2 separate regions of the Oryza sativa genome follow, and region 2 is linked to region 1. Evidence: chromatin contacts called from public HiCAR-type data. All regions are on one chromosome and are shown on one strand. The core of a region is the stretch at or near the end of the contact, and the rest is flanking DNA. Distances in the headings are between cores, read along the strand shown.

Region 1 (2,700 bases), core at 27-2,526:
TGTGCTGTAGAGAAGAATTATGGTTTGTTTTACTGTTACCACTGAAGTGATTTGTAGTGCATTATGAACATTAAAAATTGTTTCTGAAAGAATCGTTGCCTGTCATCAGTTAACAGTATTTCTTAAATTCTTTTGATACACTGTTGCTGGTATGTTTGACTAGTAATTTAAATGCAGCTGAATAATGCTATTTCTTTTATGCTAATTCTTTCAAGTACTGAGCAGTTGATTAATTACAATTCCTTGCAGGGACATACATTGATAAGAAGTGCCCATTCACTGGAACTGTTTCTATCAGAGGCAGAATCATTGCCGGAACATGCCATAGTGCTAAGATGAACAGGACTATCATTGTTCGCAGGAACTACCTCCACTTTGTGAAGAAATATCAGAGGCAAGTAAACAATTATGGATTCTACTTATGTTTCTTTTCCTTTTTCTGACTTGGGTTGCAGGTATGAGAAGAGGCATTCCAACATTCCGGCTCACGTCTCCCCATGCTTCCGTGTCAAGGAAGGTGACCATGTCATCATTGGCCAGTGCAGGTAAAACTTAACTCCCATACCTTAGTTTTTGACTCCTTAGAATCATCTTAAATAACAGAGGTGCTATTAGTTCAAACATTATCAGTTCACCCAGCTAGTACTATGAGATTTGGTTGCTGAAGTACAATTTCTGCATTTTCAACAGGCCGCTGTCGAAAACTGTGAGGTTCAACGTCCTGAAGGTCATCCCAGCTGGATCCACCGGCGGCAGCGGCGGCAAGAAGGCCTTCACCGCAGCATGAGCTTGTACTCGCATTATTCATGGGTAGTTTATAGACAGATCCTTTTGCTTGAAGTCCTGGCAGGGCTGGTGTTTTGACCCTATCGATTTGGATATTGTTCCCAACAAAACGAAGTCTTATCATCAGAACGTGTTTTATGGAATCTACTCTATGCAAAGTTTTGTTAAGATGCCTGTTAATGCTCGATATGCTGTGATCCTTGATTTTCCTGGCTGGCTATGTGTTGACGCTTGTTTGTTGTGTTTCTTCGAAAGAGTATTGGTGGATATGCTGTGCCTGTGCATGACTGAGATTCTGAATAAGGTTTTCCCAAACCCAAACCTGACCTAATTCAGTTTTTTTGACAAGGCTTGAATCTTATAAGTTTATCAATGGACCTGACATCTTCGCCGCGAGGCGAGGGGGGTGTGGGCGGTGGAATCCGGTGGAATCTGGGCGAGGCGCCACCCGTGCCCCCTCCTCTGACCCCCGCCGCGCGCTGCCTCGTTGCGTTGCTCCATTCCGCCCGCGCCCCCGTGCTCGTGCCAGTGTGGTGTGCGGTGTGCCACCCGCCCCCCTTTCCCAATCCCTCCGGTCTCCCCTGGAAAAACATTTTTTCTCTTCCCAACCACTAACACAGCACCGGCGGCCATTAACGCGCTCCGCCGCCTCCGCCGATCCTCGGCTCCGGCTCCTCCTGCAGACGCGTCCGCCGCAGCGGCCACGGCGGTAAGTTCCTCAGTTGTCCCCTTCTCCGCACGAATCCTAGATCGTTCTGCTGCGTGGGGTTCGGAGGTATCTGCTATCCGATCGCGTGCTCGTGAGATTTGCCTCCGCTTTTGATTGGGAGTAATCCCAGCGAGCCCCCGGCGACGGCGGCGAGCGCTCGCGAAGCTGCGAGTGGAGGATCGAACTGTCGAACGTCATTTCGTCATCAAGCATAGCACGCTTTTTTTTCCCCTAGTCTAGTCGCCGATGCATTATCATTCCCACCCATGCTTCATCGCGCATCTTGTGCTTGTGCCATCCTCAGGCTCCAGTAAAGAGCAACTGCAAATCGTATCGCATCGCGAATCACGCATGACGCGTACATTAGATTTTTCAGTTTTCCCGTTTATGTCCGCTTCCTCGAATTTCCACCCCCCCCCCCCCCTTTTTTTTACCAGCAATCCACGGGAAAGCAGATGCTAAAGCTGGAGTATACTACTTTTCTTGTTTTCTTCCCTCCTTTTGGTTCGTGAGGTATGCATCCAAATTTATGTACGCCTCATGCCTATGCATTTCTCTGTGAGGGACCACTAGGGATCATGCGGGTCATGTTTTTACCCCAAAAGAGAAAATCTGACTTTTTTTTCTCTGCATACAGGATGCTATGAATTTATCAGACCTTTCTTCTTGATGTCATGAGACAGTCCGCCTTTATTCCACATATTTAGAATTTTAGATAGTAGTGCCTTGTGGATAAGGTGAGTTCGCTTGTGCTGTTTTATTTGTTCATTTCTGGTGAAGTATATGCTTGCCGAACTCTCTAAGCTGGCTCAATGCAAAGTAATGAATGATGATACTACCCACTTGATTCCACAGAATGGTAGCGGGAGAGATAGCTGTTCTAAGATGAGACTGCGGTTGCATCTGCTGATTCTTTGCTTGATCATTTTATTTCTGGTTTATAACATGGCGAGTTACCAACATAAACAGACAAAGGTAACACTCATCTACGAAATGTCTCCCTGTAGTTTGCTTGACAGATATGACTGACCTTATTATGGGTTGTTGCAGTTGGAAGCAAAATCCCGTCCATTTGATACAATTACGGTATGTAAACCAATCAGCTCCACTAGAAGGAAAAGAACTTTGTGCTATGTTAATCTGGAAGCATATTTTCATTTGTTGCTGGGACGCTGATTTTGTCTTCTATGTAAATATTTAGGTGT
Region 2 (2,700 bases), core at 75-2,574, 150 kb before region 1:
CATCAGCCGCATCGTCCAATCCCTCTGGACACGGTGCGGCGGTGGCAGAGCGGCAGGTGCGGAGGTTCCACGGCCGTTGCGGACCCCGCTGAGGCAAACTGCCGACGCCGACGCCGTCAGTGGAGCTGTGGGCGGTCTTCTCCTTGTCCGGCGACGGGGTGTCCGGCACCGCGGGTGGAGGCGATGAGGCGGGGTTCTTGGAGCAGCGGAGGAGGCGGTGGTTGCCCCAGCTGAGGTTGGGGAACGAGAAACGATGGAGCTGCGTGCGCGATGGCGGCGGCGTCCTCGCTCTCCCCGTTCCCTCCCCGCCAGGCCCCGACGCGGCGCGACGGCAGCAGCCTCGTTCTCCCCGTCCCCTCCCCACCAGACCCCGACGCGGCGTGACGACGACGGCGTCCTCGCTCTCCCCGTTCCCTCCCTGCCAGGCCCGGACGTGGCGCGACGGCGGTGGCGTCCTTGCTCCCTCCGTCCCCTCCCCGCGGCTGCGGCGGCGGCTGCTGCTCGGCCTCGAGCGGGCTTTGCCCGAGCGGTTGCTCGCCGCTCTCGTTGGCTCGGGCTGCGCAGAACGACGGGGCGAGGCGGAGCGAGTGGTGGAACGGGAGCGGGAGGAGGCGGGTGGAGGTGGTGAAGAGGATGAGGCGGCTAGTGGCGAAGGCGTCGGCGAGGAGGCCGGACGCAACGAACTGGGCGTGGATCTGGAGGAGGTGGCGCGCCTGAGCTGCCTCGGGTGGTGCGGTGGCTTTAGGCACACACCGTGCCGGCGTGGACTGTCGAGCGAGTGTGGCGGAGCCGCGGCGTGGGACCAGCCTACAGTCAACCTCCGTTGTCCGCCGTGCCATGAACTCCATCCCAGAGAAGAGAAGAAAAGAGTGAGGGGAGAGAGAGAGGAAGAGAAAGGAAGTGAGATGACCTGGGCTCCTGACATGTGGGGCCCACGTGGGTCACACGCTGACTCAGCCGCCACGTAGGACAAAACCAGGGACAAAACCACCGAAGGATCTATTGTGACCGGTTTTGATTAGTTAAGGGACGCCGGATATTCGGTTTTACAGTTGGAGGACGATTTCGTAACTCGATAACAAGTTGAGGGACCTTCGGTGTATTTTTTTCCTTTCCTTTCCAATTCCAAAGCCCCAAAAATGAGCAGAGCCAGACTCGGGGCCGAATGCACGTGAACTTGGCTAATCTCAGCAGGAAAAAGTCCACTTCACCTCTCTCAGCTATAGTTCAAGTCCAATTACAATAGTAAAATCAAATATAGGTGCTCCCTCAACTATGAAACCCGGATCAATTTATCTTCCTTATTGGTTTATAAGGCGGTTTCAGCTAACACGTCAACTATGTGTCACGTTGATTTGGTCTTCATTCATGATGGCAATTACGCGACATTACAATCAGAAAAATAAAAAAAAGAGTAAAAGTAAAAAACTCCAATTGAACCACATGCTAGTGACACTGAAAACAATCCCTCTTTAATCTCTAAAACATGACCAACGTGCCATTCTCCCTCGTGTCTTCTCTCCGACAACAACAATACCGACGTTGATTTGTGCTGCGGAACTCAAGCTCCTCTTTGGAGTAGATCGGAGACAACGGCTTCTCCCTAGCAGTGGCAAGCGGTCCCCACCTCTCAAGCAAGAGAAGTTGCGGGACGTTATCACCGTCTCCGTGAAAAACCGCTGTCTCGATGCCACCTAGATCTGAGCAACTAAGTCATTGGGGACATAAGGAATTCCCTATCCTCTGTCTCATTTTCCCTTTAAGGGAATTCATCGCCGGGGTGAGGCTTGGAGACAATTGTCTCCACTGCCACTATCTTTTCCACACACTGTTGCCACCATGTAGGATAGCTTGAGCTCTGCCACATCGCTGGGATTATCCTGTCCACTCAGGCCTCCTCGATACTACCTCCATACTCGTCTGTAATAACAGTCACACGGAGGATGAACAGCAAATAAAGGCAAATAGGCACACTAAGCGGCACACACGGTCCGCACTCACCATCACTTCCCCTAGAGAGATGGGAGAGGGAGGAAGGAGGAAGGCTGCGGAGAGTGGAAGAGATATGGAATGAATGGAGAGGTAGAGGAAGACGATGACTAGATCCTATTGTTTTTTATTCTTTTTCTGATTGTGATGCCACCCGAGGTGGTACATTGAGAAAACTGTGTCAACGTGCCCTGCAGGATGAAACGACCATTTAAATTGCTCAGAGAGACAAATGAACCAGTTGGGGAATCTTCATGTCTGGTTTTGTGGCCAAGGGATACTCCCTTCCTCCCATAATATAGGAAGTGGCAAAAGGACAATGCATAGTACAAAATCAATAAGTGATGGTTACGAGAATAAAATAGTAAAACTAAACTAGTAGGTGGGGAAAAGATGCCAGTTGTTAGGGATTAAACTAGTACTCCATCTATTTCATATTATATAAGTCATTTTAAACATTTTATAGTTAAACTCTTTTTAATTTTGACTAGATTTATAAAAACATATAACAATATTTCTCACAAAAATCAAACATATTTAATTTATATTAAAATGAGACTAATTTGGTGTTATATATGTTACTAAATTTTCTATAAATCTGGTCAAACCTAAAAAAATTGAATAGGAAAAAAAATTAAAATGACTTATAATATCAAGTAAAGGGGTACTATAAAAGAACGTGGTTGGGAAATAAAGTACTACCTCAAAATT

What was found. HiCAR-type assays count read pairs that join an accessible place to other places.
Region 2: a contact with region 1 is called in a HiCAR-type map of leaf, with 2.0 times the contacts expected there. The contact joins the promoter of LOC4343637 here to the promoter of LOC4343619 in region 1. A contact is called at or near these places in 2 of 4 datasets of contacts at active chromatin or transcription factors (both in leaf).

What each region holds. Positions count from the first base shown.
Region 1 is chr7:22,882,369-22,885,068 of ASM3414082v1, reverse strand. It overlaps LOC4343619, which reads left to right and starts at 1,276. Exons shown (of 15, transcript XR_010742536.1): 1 at 1,276-1,495; 2 at 2,351-2,470; 3 at 2,546-2,581; 4 at 2,697-2,700. LOC4343620 (small ribosomal subunit protein uS17) reads left to right here. Exons shown (of 6, transcript XM_015791498.3): 4 at 250-394; 5 at 456-545; 6 at 691-960. The coding sequence ends at 787.
Region 2 is chr7:23,033,237-23,035,936 of ASM3414082v1, reverse strand. LOC4343637 (scarecrow-like protein 23) reads right to left here and starts at 1,324. Exons shown (of 1, transcript XM_015789496.3): 1 at 1-1,324.